3 separate regions of the Sus scrofa genome follow, and regions 1 and 2 are each linked to region 3. Evidence: chromatin contacts called from public HiChIP or PLAC-seq data. All regions are on one chromosome and are shown on one strand. The core of a region is the stretch at or near the end of the contact, and the rest is flanking DNA. Distances in the headings are between cores, read along the strand shown.

Region 1 (4,326 bases), core at 1,268-3,767, 650 kb after region 3:
AATAATATTTTGTTCTAGCATAGTTGAATCAGAAGACACATCTTCTGACTTAACTTCTGCAAAACCCCCAGTTTGTTCATTTCGGGTGCAAGTGCCTGGAGACTTTCCAAGGTGAGTGTCCTTTGGGCTCAGAGCCATCCACTCAGGCACCTGTCCACTGGGAAGGGTGCAGTCTGAGCCCCAGGCTTGGGGGCTCCCAGGGACTTTGTGCCTTAACCCCTCCTGCAGCATCATTTCCTGCCTGTGGGATGGTTTCCTTTGGGGACAGTGAATGGAAAGCTGTTCTTGGCTAACACAGCTTCCCTTGGTGTTTGCACGGATAGACAGTGGTGGCTTTAGGCTCATTAAAATGCGAATGTCATCAAAATTGATTTCTTGTCAACATCCTTTTTCTGTCCCGTTCTTGCAGCCTCTGATGAGGCCTGTCTGCTGTCAGTGAAACTATTTGGGTTTTGATCGTCCAGGGGAAGGCGCTCCCCCGGATTGTCTCCTAGAGGGAATGTGTGGCAGAGAACGTAAGTGCATTGCCTTGAGTCTAAGCCAGCTGTTGGGAAGACACTCCCTCCCTGAGTCCAGCCCGCATGGGGGGCCTCCTGGCTTTGCCAGGGACAGAGCACAGGTGAAATTGTCGGGACCAGAGATTTGCTCAGATTTTAGGGGCTCCGAGCCCTCTCACCCAGAGGTGGAAGTTTTCAGGAGAAAAACAGAACTATAGACCCTTGTAATCACGTCATCCCTGAGTCAGACTAGAAAGCTTACCCTTGGTGTTTGGGGTCCATTTCAGCGCTTCTGCAGATGCCCAGGATGGATCTAGATTCTGGCTCCTCCTGACACCCTTTCCCCTGCCGGCCTCACACCAGCAATTAACCACTTTTTGTCTTTCCCCACTGATGATGTCTCTGAGTGAGCCCTTTATTTATTTATTTATTTTAAATTTTTGCTCATTCACAGAAGGATTTCCACAGCCACTCCTTGTTTCTGTGAAAAGCAGAGAGTGGCCCTTTTCACATCATAGACCCAAACCCCGGCCCCATTGAGTGTTCCTTCCCGTGGCCGGACCTTGAGCTTTCTGCCCTAGGACCACCACTGTCTCCCTCAGCCCCCTTGTCTAATTTCCATTTCCACCCCATCAATGTATTTTCAGGGCCGTCTTTTCCAAAGCTGTTGCATCTGCATTCTGTTTTTCTCACTTTGTAAGAATGATTTGTTTGTTAGTTTGTTTTTATTAGGGCTGTACCTATGGCATATGGAGGTTCCAGGCTAGGGGTCTAATCGACGCTATAGCTGCTGGCCTACACCACAGCTCACGGCAATGCCAGATCCTTAACCCACTGACCGAGGCCTGGGATTGAACCTGCGTCGTCATGGATGCTAGTCAGATTTGTTTCCACTGTGCCATGATGGGAACTCCTGTAAGAATGACGAAACTCACAGGAGTGAGGGGCAACCACAGAGCCACCATCGATAACACAGATGCAGGGCCCATTTACTGGCTGCTGGGTGTTGGAGCTGCTGTCGTTCTGTCACAGATGCAGTCGCCTGAACTGTCACCTGCTGCCACCCACAGCATGACCTGCCCGGTTAGGCAGTTACCTACATCACAGAAGTCGGGGTATGATGAAATGCAGTGTGCTTGGTACCAGAGTTCTGTGAGTGATGCTGAGGCTTGTTCTGTAGTGTCAGGGGTGCCGCAGGTTGGACAGCGTCCTGGTGCAGGCTTGCCCCCTAACTTCACTGTGACAGGATGCAGGAGAGAGGTCAGGGCCTGTCCCCAAAAGCTCTGGGCTCAGGAGGGGGGTTGCCACCATCACTCGACACCCGCCCACCCTGGTCTGGGAACGGGTGTAAGGGCCACGTGGTACAGGCGTATCTTGGCAGTGGCAGAACTTGAATTTGGTGTTTTCTCCTCCTAATTTCTAAGCTAATTGCTGAGGGCCTTGGCAGCATTTGTCATATGTTAAGAAACTTTGAACGGCTGGCAGCTTTCAAATAAAATTGGAAGTGTGAGCAGGCGCATTCTTTTGATGGGCTGGTCACTTCGCGTCATGCCCTTGGGGGCTCAGCTTTGGTCCCCAGGACGGAGGGGATGTGACTGTCCTTCGTCAGAGGCAGCGGGACACGGAGCAGAAGAGCACAGGCTGCAGAGGTCAGGTCCCGGCTCTACTGCCTTCTAGGTGGGTGACCTCAAGCAAGTCAGGGTTCAGTGTCCTCATCTGAACGAGCGAATTCGCAGGTCTGTAGCCCCAGAGTCAGCGTGGAGATTAGGTGAGTTAATGCAGAGAGAGCCCTGGGCGGTGCCGGCATCTGCTGTTACTGCTGTTGGAACTATTATTATCATTAGCTGCAGTGGCAGCCCCCACGGGCTGATCTCCATGTGGCAGGTGTTCAGGCAATAAAGCCAGGGTCCCCATGGCCACCGGGTCCCTGCCTGCCACATAACCAGCTATTCCCTAGCGTGTGCTCTGTGGCCTTTTTCTTCTGAGTCTGCCACCAGGCAGCTGTCTCTATCGGGTTTCATTCTTCCTGTAAATATAGCCCAGCCTCGTTCTGCCATCCCTCCTGTTCCCAGGGCATGTGACTCGGGACAGGAACGGCACTTGAGAAAACAGCCCTGCCTTCCGGCATTTTGTCATCTCTGCAGATAGAATGGAGAAGTCAGCTTGGGGGCATCTCGCAGCGGGCTCCTCCCCAGAGCAGCAGGGAAGGCAAGGTGACCCCTGTGGCCACAACCCCGGCAGTGACCAGCTGATAGACCCAGGGAGCTGGAGGGTTCCTGTCAGCCTCTGAGAGGCGGGCCCAACACTGGCTCTGGGTGCTATGGAATGCTTTGGGAAATTTGGTTGAAATGAGAAAAGGATGCTTCCAATTGCAGAGCTGTGGAGAGTGTATGGTATTAGACAGTTGGCCAGGCCGTCTGGCTCTTCTGAAGGAACAGTTTAAGTTACACGTGGCCGGGAGGCTTGACGCCCTGTGTAGCTGAGGTTCAGCTCTGTCGGATGTGGGCTAGATTAGAGCTGGCCCGCTGCCTTTGAGAAGGATGTTGAGGGTCCCTCGGGCCGTGGCCTTCCTGTGTTGCTCTTAATGTGATTTTCATGTAAGGGGATCACTGGTCCACTGTTTGCCTGAGAAAACCAGATGGCTGCAACTGCCACGTGCACGGAGATCTCTCAGATGTGTGCCAAGCTTAGTAGCATTTGCTGATCTCACAGAAAAACAAAGAAGGCCTGGCCTAGAATGCTGTGTCGTGGTTGTTTTTTTCCCTGAAAAGTGGGCCTCTGATGTGAAGAGCCCAAGTGGGCAGCCCACGTGTGGCCTTCCATTGATCCATCACTGTCCAGGTGGCAGCTCAGCTTCGTGCAGCCCCACCACCCACAACTCACCCAGTCAGGATAGCAGACATCCCTGGCCACTGCAGATTGTGTACTGAAGCCACGAATCCCCCAGTGAAGCCCGGCTCCTGCCTGGAGAGGCTCATCACAGCACTGCCACGAAAAGACAAACAGAAATCTGACCTGCCATGTTATCCATCCAATAAAAAAACCACCCAAGGGTAGAGGAATAGATATTTATCACGTCTCAGCAACTCAGCCAAGCCTGCGAGTTCAAGCGCAATATTTCTAGGTGGATTTAGAAAACCTTTCCTTGGCAAAGCAGAGTCCTCCTCCTGACAGCTCTGTTCACCAGTGGGCCAGCCTGTCTGCGTGAGAACAAAGGGAATCCTGCCTGTCTGATTCGGGCCAGATAGCGGTTTTCTCCCTCTCCAGCGGTTTGTGGGCCATTGTGCAAGTTCGAATACTTTTCCATAAGTTAAGCAGAACTTTGTCTTCATGTTTCGCCTTTATCTATAGTCAGGCTTTGGCTGCTGAGTTGGCCTTTGCCCTGGTTTAGCATTTGTGGAATAATAGCATTGGCTTGAAAAGAGATTCAAGAGATAATTATGGGATTATTCAGTAGGCTTGTCACCAGAGAAGGCATCTGCTATAAAGGAAAGGTAGATTTTTTTTTTTGTAATTGTTATTATGGAATTTCTACTTCAGCAGCTGTGAGCCTATGTGTATTTACAGCGTCTGCAATAGAGAAACATCAAGAGCACTCTTGTCAGTATGTCTTGCTTCTTCTTAGTATCATATTTTTCCAGAATGTACTTTTGGTTAAGGAAGGTCCTCTGAAAGAGGTGAGGGTGCACTATAAAGCTAAAAGGGAATATGTCAAGAACAGTGCAGTTCGATTTGAATTTCAGCAGATGGGGGTTGTTTACGACATAGAATGTGTTCCCTCTGCGTTTGGAAACTTCAGCCTCCCAGAAGTGAGGGGACATGTTTTTAT
Region 2 (4,583 bases), core at 1,691-4,190, 760 kb after region 3:
AATCACCAACCTTATGGAGAGCAGGAGCCAAGACTGGGACCAAGAATCCATTGTAAATATAATTGACAAGCTGATTACGAATCAAGGGGTGCGCCACCTACGAGAGAAACAGATAGTCATGGAAAGGACAGAGAGCTCAGTCTTTAGGTCTTCTTTAAATCAAACATGTCTGGGTGCACCCTGAATTCAAAAAGGAAACCCAAATGTTGGCCATTTATTCCATGGCTAAAGATTAATTTTTCAAACCACCATCCAATTTTTGCAGGTGGTTTATGCCAGTGTAAAGAGCCTGGACCTTCAAATTTTAAAATGGGTAATTTTAAGTTTCTATTTGAAAAAAACAGACAATAAATAGACTGAATATGTATATGGACTCATAAACTATAGTCCACAGATGGGAAAATATAATTTTTGCTCTGTAACTTCATCTATGTCCTATCTCAACTTGTGACTAATTTAAAAAAATAATAACTGTCAAAATGGACAAGGGAATTCATTCGTTTTGCTGGCAGGAAAAAAATTTCTCATTTTGAAATATATTTTCTGATCATCATTTACATCAGGGAGGAAGGCATTTAGAAAATATTTGCATAAAAAGTGGATACTGTTAAGAAGCAGAAAACATTCTCAGAGGTACAACACTTCCTATATCTAATTTTCAATACATATTTAGCATGGATAAGCCTTACTAATATCCTCTTTTTTTTAGCCTTTTTTGTTTAGTCCCTGAGCCAGGCATCAAATCCGAGCCACAGCAGTGACCTGAGCTGACAATTCAGATCCTTACCTGACAATGCCAGATTCTTAACCCACTGAGCCACCAGGGAACTCCCTAATATCTTTTATAATTACAACTGTTCCACAGTATCTCTGGGGAATTGATTCCAGCATGCTCCTGCCCTACCAGGATACCAAAACCTGCAGATATTCAAATCCCTTGTATGGTATTAGTATTTGCATATAATCCACACACATCCTCCCCTACAAGTAAATCATCTCTAACCTACTTAGAGTACCGAATAAAGATAAATCGTTGTAAATATAATGTACACGCTAGGTAAAGAGTTGTTGGCGCACAGCACATTCAAGTTTTGCCTTTTTGGATTTTCTGAATTTTTTTGGAAATATGTTCAGATCCTCTGTTGGGTGAATCCACAGATGTGGAACCTGAAAGTATAGAGGGCCGACTGGGATCATTTCGGGAGTACCAGCAAAGAAAAAAATCGTTAGGTATACTGGCCTCCATCTCAAAATATGACATGAAATATATCATTTCTCTATTCTTAAACAGGCCTGGTAGCGTCACTATTCTTTCTTTAAAAAAAAAAAAAACAATAGAGTCAAACAATAAAGTAAAAAGCAATTTCTAGGGAAGTGAGGCTCGATCATTAAATTACTGATAATCTCTCTTCTGTGCATACATTTGGGGAGAAACTAATAGTTCCACCGTTTTTATTTCCACACATTTCTGCAAAGAAAACGTTGATAAACTATAATATTAAAGGAAAAAATAACTTAAGATGTAATCCATTTATCTTATACATAAATAATATTTCCTTTGACTTAGTAATAAAAATGAGATGGGAACGAAAGTAATTTACTTGCATTTTCTTCCAGAAGCCATTTCTTTACTTGGTAGATAAACAGATTATAACTAACATTTTTCACCTTACAATTACCATAAGGAAAATTTGATTTCCTAATAAATCCAACATTAAGGTAATGTCTGTGCTATACAGAAATACAACATTTTTTTTATGAAAACCGACTACGCCCTTAAGTATATATAAAATCTGGTTTTTATTGAAAATAGTAACAAGAAATCTGAAGGTAAAAATCTAATCAAGAAGCTAAGTATACTAGGGTTCAGTGGTTGTTTTTTCCCTGAAGCCGGCCAATTTCAAAGCAAATTTAATTTGTGTTGCTAAGAAGATGCTTAACTTCTTCTAAATTCAATTGGGATAACAATATTCTTTATGTAGTATGCACCATTAAGCAAAATAAAGTGTTTTTCCTTTTCCTTCCCAAGAAGACCTTGACGTGAAAGTGGTGTCATTGGGAGTACTTAGAAGCCTAAAAATATCTATTTAATGAGTCAGGCATTAAATTTATTTTTGGTGGCTAAGTGGATAATCAAAACAGAAATAACACTTTTTCTAAGGAAGATACAGAAAATCTACTCATTTTTTCCTCCATTAAAACTTCTCAGAAAACGATAAACTAACATTTTTACTCATTCAAGGACATTCAGTATGCTTAAAGCATCAGTATTTCATAAACATTTATTAAAACAAGAGAAGAAGTGTTTATAAAGGAATCCCTCACAACGTGTCGGCACCGAGCTGACCTGGATGACGGCGTTGCAGAACTCCAGCGAGTTCATGAACTGGACCAGGGGCGGGAGCAGGAGCCAGTCGTCCTTGAGAAGGCAGTGCCACTCCTCGCCTTTCTCTTCCAGCTTCGTCGGCAGGGAAGAGTAGAGGCCACTGAGCCCGGTCGCCAGCACCTGGGTCCAGAAACACAAATGGGATAAGCTCTTTCCCCAAGGTCTTACGCGGCAACCAACAGCTCCCAGAAAATGCGACCGCCGCCGCTGGTCCAAAGACCATACTTTAGTTGGGGGGGTCTCCTAGAAACAGAGGACACCGGCTGGCTGGGAAGGACCACTCCAGCAGAGGGGCAGGGCACACACGTCATGGGCAAACACACCTGCGGAGGCCACAGGTTGTTTCTTTCTCCTGTGCCAGACCCACGCAGGGCCGGGGGTGGGGGGCGGCGGGGGGCGGGGGGACCGCAAGATGAAGAAACCCGGATTCTGGCCCCCAAGGTGCTCAGGAGAGGGGCAAGCTCATAAGCGATGGGCTATATTATAGAACGCTGAGGGCAGATACAGAGGGGGGCCCCGGCCCCTGGCCGCGGCCAGGACAGAAGATCTCACCTAAGACCCAGGAGCAGCTTTATGAGAAGGATTCCCACAGACCTGTCAGAGCTGGTGGCGGACACGTGCATGTTTACACTTTAGCAAAGCGCTTTCATCTCATCTCCACAAAGCACAGAAAGAAGAAACTGGCGGTCACGGGTCAGGTAGATGTGACAACACTTCAAAGAGAGCTAAAGTGGGTCTAAACTGAAGCCTCAGCAGCAGGAAAAAGAATGGAGAAAAGTGAGTATCACATGTGGAGTGGGTGTGAGGGCGTTCTCACTACAGCATCCATCATGCCAGCAATCCAGGCATTAAGCCAAGGCTCTCAAGGTTCATCTCCTCCCTCAGTGCTCCGTCCCTAAATGACACCCACAGCGTTTGGGCTCAGTAACTGAGGGTGAGTGAGGACGCCAAATTGTCACACTATCCAGCTTGGTCATTAAGAAACAGGGATGCCTTTCTGTGGAAAGGTTCATTTGTGCCAAACCAGCTATAATGAAAAATAAAATCATTAATAAAAAAAATTTTTGAAAAGAAATAGGGATGCCTTAAATCAAGAGAGAACTGTAGAAAAGGAACACACACAGACGGAGTGCCTCTTGGTTTTCCCTGGTGGAAGTGAAGTGCATTTCTGGAGTGAAGAACCAGAGGTGGGCGGAGCAGGAGGGCGCACAGGAGTCAGATCCTGCAGGGTTCTGCAGGACAGATGAAGAGCTAGAGGGGCAGCCCAGGGGCCGGATGTGTGGGTCCGAAGCTGAGGAGAGGGATCCGGGTTAGAGACAGAGGTCTGGAGCCATCACATGTAGATGGTACCTGAAGCCATACAGACCAGAGGGAGTGGGGAGGGAGGATTAGTCAGATGAGCCATGAGAGAATAATCCGTAGTGCCTGGCACCAGATACAGAAAGTCAGAAGGATGCATGGGAGTTCCCGACATGGTTCAGTGGTGGTTGACACCAAATCAAACCTCATTTTAAAGGGGACTTTGAGAGTTCCCACCGTGGCTCAGGGGAAACGAATCCAATTAGTATCCACGAGGACGCACATTCAATCCCCAGCCTTGCTCAGTGGGTTAGGGCTCTGCTGTTGCCATGAGCTGTGGTGTAGGTCACAGATGCAGCTCAGAATCCCCGTTTCTGTGGCTGTGGTGTAGGCCAGTGGCTAGAGCTCCAATTTGACCTCTAGCCTGGGAACCTCCATATGCCTTGGGGGTCAGCCCTAAAAAAGACAAAAGAGACAAAAATTAAATAAATAAAAGGACGTGTGGATCCAGTATGCTGAACCTGGAAGAGTCACCTAGAAACCCTGCCTTGCTCCCAACCACACCCTCCAATTCCCTCCGTGTAGCAACTGTCTGCCTTGCCTTTATTACTTTATCAGCTGTCTCCTCCATCTCGCCCAGCCTGACCTGTTCACCCCCTGTCCAATCAGAAGCCAGCAGCTCTTCCCAGGAGTTCCCATCCCGCCAGCGGCAAAGGACAGGCTTGGGGCTTGAGCACCTGAGGCCTCAGTGCAGAGGAGCAGGAGGGAGACAGGGTAGGGGTAGGGGTATGGACTAGGAGCCCACAGCAGAGGCTGAGGGCAGTGAGATAAAGAGATGAGACCTTTCAATACTGGAAAAATCAAAAGATTAGATACATTTCTCTCTCTCTCTCTTTTT
Region 3 (4,179 bases), core at 1,648-4,147:
GCAGTTATGATACAGTTTTACATATAGACAATCCTAAACCAACAAACATTTTGTAGAACTTGTGCTAATCTATAATCAGGTTATGATTGATTGAATGTATTTGAGGATGACATTCTCCTCCTCCCCACTAAGTTTTGACCCTCTTAATATGAACAGTTCTGTTGTATTTTCTAAGTTACTTGGTATTGCTATTTTGAATTTTTAACTAGAGTGATATATTTTTAGATCTAAAGTATGTTTAGGATCCTGAACACATTAAGCCAAAAAAAAAAAAAAACCTTGTCAGAGAGTAAATGAGTGCTCACATATATCAGTGCTATTAGTATTTTAGTTCCCTTTTTTACCTCCCCCCCTTTTTCTCTCTCTACTAAAAGGGAAACATTTTATTAAATGAGTAGATTAACTCATAACACCTGAAAAAATATTTTTCCTCTTTAGTGACGAGAATCTTCTATTTGCTGGGACTTAAATAGCTTTTGTAAAAAAATATTTTCTAAGTACCTTCGTTCTTTTTGAATTGTTTCTACTATTCCAAACAGGTGGTGGCCATGTTGAGAAACTTTTTGAGTGAGTTTTAAATATGATGTCTACATTGAAAATAGAATATAAATATCTCCATCACCATCATATTTTCTTCTTTCCTATGTTTTCAAAGTGTTTCTTTTATTTTGTCTTTCACTTGGTCACTTTCATTTTAACTTCTGAATGAGGTCACCACTCTGATTTAAGCCTTTACACAGAGGCCTCTAAAAGTTTTAAAGTCATTAATAAACTAATTTATTATTTCATTATTTTTGCTAAAGAAAACACCAGTATAAGTTAATTTTCAAATTCAGGAAAAGAAGTGTGGGTTTTTTAAATTAAAGGGTTAAGGTATAAACAATCAAGATAATTTTTTTCTGTTGAATATTTCTAATAAACTTAAATACAGTGTATGGTAGATTATTTCATATGTACAATGTATTTTTTTCTATCTTTATCTTCTTTACAAGTACATGAAACCTAAAAGGCTTAGGAGCAGATTCTGTAAGAAAAATTGATAGAAAACTTAAAGGCTTTCCCTGAGGGCTTCCCAGGGTCGCCGTTCAGTTTGACTTTTCTAGGTTTTACTATTATGGTAAATTATAGCCTTGCATTTATAATAACAGACAAGGACTACATTTGAAAGATAAAATTCAGATTAGAATATTCGGGGGAAGATAGTTAAAAAATAAAATTAACACTTTTAGTTTTAGACTGCCTGGGTCTTAGACTGCCTGCCAGTAATTTTCTATTGCATAACTCATTGACTCTGACCACTAGACATATTAGAGGGTTGGCGTAATTACATTTTCTCCCCTCCTCTCTGCAGCTGGTTCCTTTAGGGAGCTTTAAATTGATTCACATGCTCCTTCTTATTTAATTTACCAACTTCCCTTGGTCATGTTAATGATAGACATTTTTTAATGTATTTTTTAAATCAAAGGTTTAAAAAAACCTTTTGGTATGATATGTAATTAATCATATTTTGTATCTAACATTCAGTGTCGTATATCTTTTACATTTAGATATGTTTAGCTTCTGTCAATTAAATTTTATAAAATGACAACAAAGTATATAGACTTCTCTATTTTGTAGGCTGTTTCTTTCCAAGTAGTGAGCTAATGTGTGATGATACCCCTTCAACAACTTGACATATCAGAAACTGAAAAACACGTCATTGCCCTCCATCCTTCTCAGATGTTAATCTATTTCATGTTTGCACAAGAAAATAATTTTTAAAATTGGGAAAAACTCTTTTTTTTTTTTTTTTGCTATTTCTTGGGCCGCTCCTGCGACATATGGAGGTTCCCAGGCTAGGGGTCTAATCGGAGCTGTGGCCGCCAGCCTACGCCAGAGCCACAGCAACGCAGGATCCGAGCCGCGTCTGCAACCTACACCACAGCTCACGGCAATGCCGGATCGCTAACCCACTGAACAAGGGCAGGGACCAAACCCGCAACCTCATGGTTCCTAGTCGGATTCGTTAACCACTGCACCACGACGGGAACTCCCGAAAAACTCTTTAAAATAGTTGTCATAACTATAGCTCTGGAAATGTTTTCAGGAAATTTATTTACCTTGCTATCTAATATAATATTAGTACTTGGTAGTCTAATTTAATATTATGTTAAAATAATGTGTAATGTTATGTTAAAAGTATCCAAAGATACTTTGGACTTAATACTAACAACACTAAAGAAATAGCAGTCCGGCCTGTAACCAGTAACCTTCAAGTGTTTTCAGTATTAAGGTCCTAATAGGGTGTGTAAGTCCTATAGGTAATTCTTGATACCAGAAATATTTGAGAATATTAGTTGACTGTATAACTTTTTATTCTAAAAGGAGTAATCATCCTTTAAAGGAAGAGAAAATTTGTATGAAAAACTTAGTCTATAAAATCACTGGAAATTTGGTTTATTTTTCTCTGAAATTGGAATGCCTAGTTATGGTAATAGTGTATTTCCTAAATCCTACGATACATTCTTCTTCTACATTTTAAACATATCTAAAATAGGAATAAATCTTGATGGAATTTTTTAGCTTATCTGGCAGCATTTTTTTCTAGTGATAAGAGAAATAATATCTTAAAACTAATAGCATGCTGAAAGAAAATTCACTTTAATGTTTCTATCTCATTTATTAACTTTTTATTTGGCGACTTTGAAGCATTTAGAATATTCTGGTAAAGTTATTCTTCAGGGTTGCCATTTTGGTAGAAATTTCCAAATGATAGGCAATCAGTGCTTTGTATAGAGATTTTAGATATCTGATTGACTCTGCTGGTTTACAGACAAACACGTTTTTAGAGTGCCTTATATATTCTTGGCCTTGAACCATGTACTGATTGTGTAACGTAAGCAGCAGCAGCAGCACAGCTGACTCAGAAAGTGGGGTCGAGCTGCTGGTCAGAGCGGCAGAGAGGCCGTGGGTACAGTGTGGTACAGGGCCCTGTTCACCTGAAACCCAGGAGCTCAGGCAGTGATGTTGAAAACAGTTTTGTAGTGATCACATTCCATATCAAGATCTGTTTAAAATACCGTATTTAAAATCATTTACTCTAAAGTGAAAGTAGAAATAAAATTAGATTATTTGTGACATTTGAGAAAATATTTGCATTAATACCACTCTTGTGTATTGTTATCATTGAGAGTTAGCTTAAATCAGGGGTCCACAAACTTTTTCTACAAAGGGCCCACAACTATTGTAGGCTTTGTGGACTAGATAGTCAGTTAAAACTACTCAGCTCTGACATTGTAGCATGAAAGCAGCTGTAGGCAATACTTAAATGAGTGGGTGAATGGACATGACTGCATTTTAATAAAACTTTATGTTATCAGTGAAATACAGGTTTTTATGATTATAGTAATACTATAGTAAATCTTGTGCATATGTCTTTTTGCTTGAATATGTTTCAGCTAATGGTAAATTAGAGACTGTTAGAGCCATAGCCTTCTATTTCTTTTAAAACCCCTCATTGTCTCTTCTAGTTGTTTTGTAGTTATGAGGAGAAAAATTTTTAATATATCTAATCACTGGAATTTTAACCTATTGCTTGTTAATTTCTCTTCTTAATTGATGTACAGTAGTAGTATAATAATGCTATTAATAATTTCTTTCACTTTAAAAAACACCTACTATATATTCTAGGCATTGTTCCACTGTTTTCTGTGTTTTAATTAATTCTTAAATGATTTAAATGCCTGTTAAGTGTTATAAGTTAGGTATTATTATATTCAGTCAGTAGAGGCTCAAACAGGTTACCTCTTCCCAGTTTTCTTGGTAAGTAGTAAAGCTGGTATTTAACCTCAGGACTCTCTTATGCTGTAGGTAGTAGCCTTTCTCTTTCTACTATATTTTGTGACCTTTGTGTGTTTTCTCCCTAAGAACTTTTTCAACTACTGTTACATTCATATTTCGGAGGGTAAGCCTGGGAACCCATCAGAGTTGACATTGTTTCTTTGACAAAATACATTCAAAGATTCAAATAATTGACTTACAGATAACTTTGGCACTATGGCACATTTATAAATTTGGGATTTTTTTTGTGTATAACTGCTTTTAAGAGGCTTCATTTGTGAAGTTATCCAACAGTTTATGACTCTTATTAAAATAATGAGACAGACTTCATTCAAGGGGACTGTCACATAGGGATAAGCA

What was found. HiChIP or PLAC-seq counts read pairs in DNA pulled down with a chosen protein or histone mark.
Region 1: a contact with region 3 is called in an H3K27ac HiChIP or PLAC-seq map of skeletal muscle, with 5 times the contacts expected there. The contact joins two enhancer-like sites. A contact is called at or near these places in 2 of 47 Hi-C or Micro-C datasets (fetal heart ventricle and heart right ventricle) and 1 of 2 datasets of contacts at active chromatin or transcription factors (skeletal muscle).
Region 2: an H3K27ac HiChIP or PLAC-seq map of skeletal muscle shows a contact between it and region 3, with 5 times the contacts expected there. The contact joins two enhancer-like sites. A contact is called at or near these places in 1 of 47 Hi-C or Micro-C datasets (embryonic fibroblasts) and 1 of 2 datasets of contacts at active chromatin or transcription factors (skeletal muscle).

What each region holds. Positions count from the first base shown.
Region 1 is chr8:77,290,179-77,294,504 of Sscrofa11.1, forward strand. All of the region lies in intron 11 of GATB (glutamyl-tRNA(Gln) amidotransferase subunit B, mitochondrial), which reads left to right. Among named protein-coding and RNA genes, the nearest start is that of GATB, 70 kb to the left of the region's middle. Within about 2 kb of position 2,518, at least 6 of the 83 cell types and tissues checked have an H3K27ac peak or open chromatin away from gene starts, as enhancers often do. A contact at or near this core is called in skeletal muscle, where this site is marked.
Region 2 is chr8:77,399,206-77,403,788 of Sscrofa11.1, forward strand. It overlaps FAM160A1 (protein FAM160A1), which reads right to left. Exons shown (of 14, transcript XM_021101513.1): 6 at 2,348-2,506; 7 at 11-97. Among named protein-coding and RNA genes, the nearest start is that of GATB, 180 kb to the left of the region's middle. Within about 2 kb of position 2,941, at least 2 of the 83 cell types and tissues checked have an H3K27ac peak or open chromatin away from gene starts, as enhancers often do. A contact at or near this core is called in skeletal muscle, where this site is marked.
Region 3 is chr8:76,638,389-76,642,567 of Sscrofa11.1, forward strand. The region is part of intron 2 of FBXW7 (F-box/WD repeat-containing protein 7); the gene reads left to right. Among named protein-coding and RNA genes, the nearest start is that of FBXW7, 160 kb to the left of the region's middle. Within about 2 kb of position 2,898, at least 6 of the 83 cell types and tissues checked have an H3K27ac peak or open chromatin away from gene starts, as enhancers often do. A contact at or near this core is called in skeletal muscle, where this site is marked.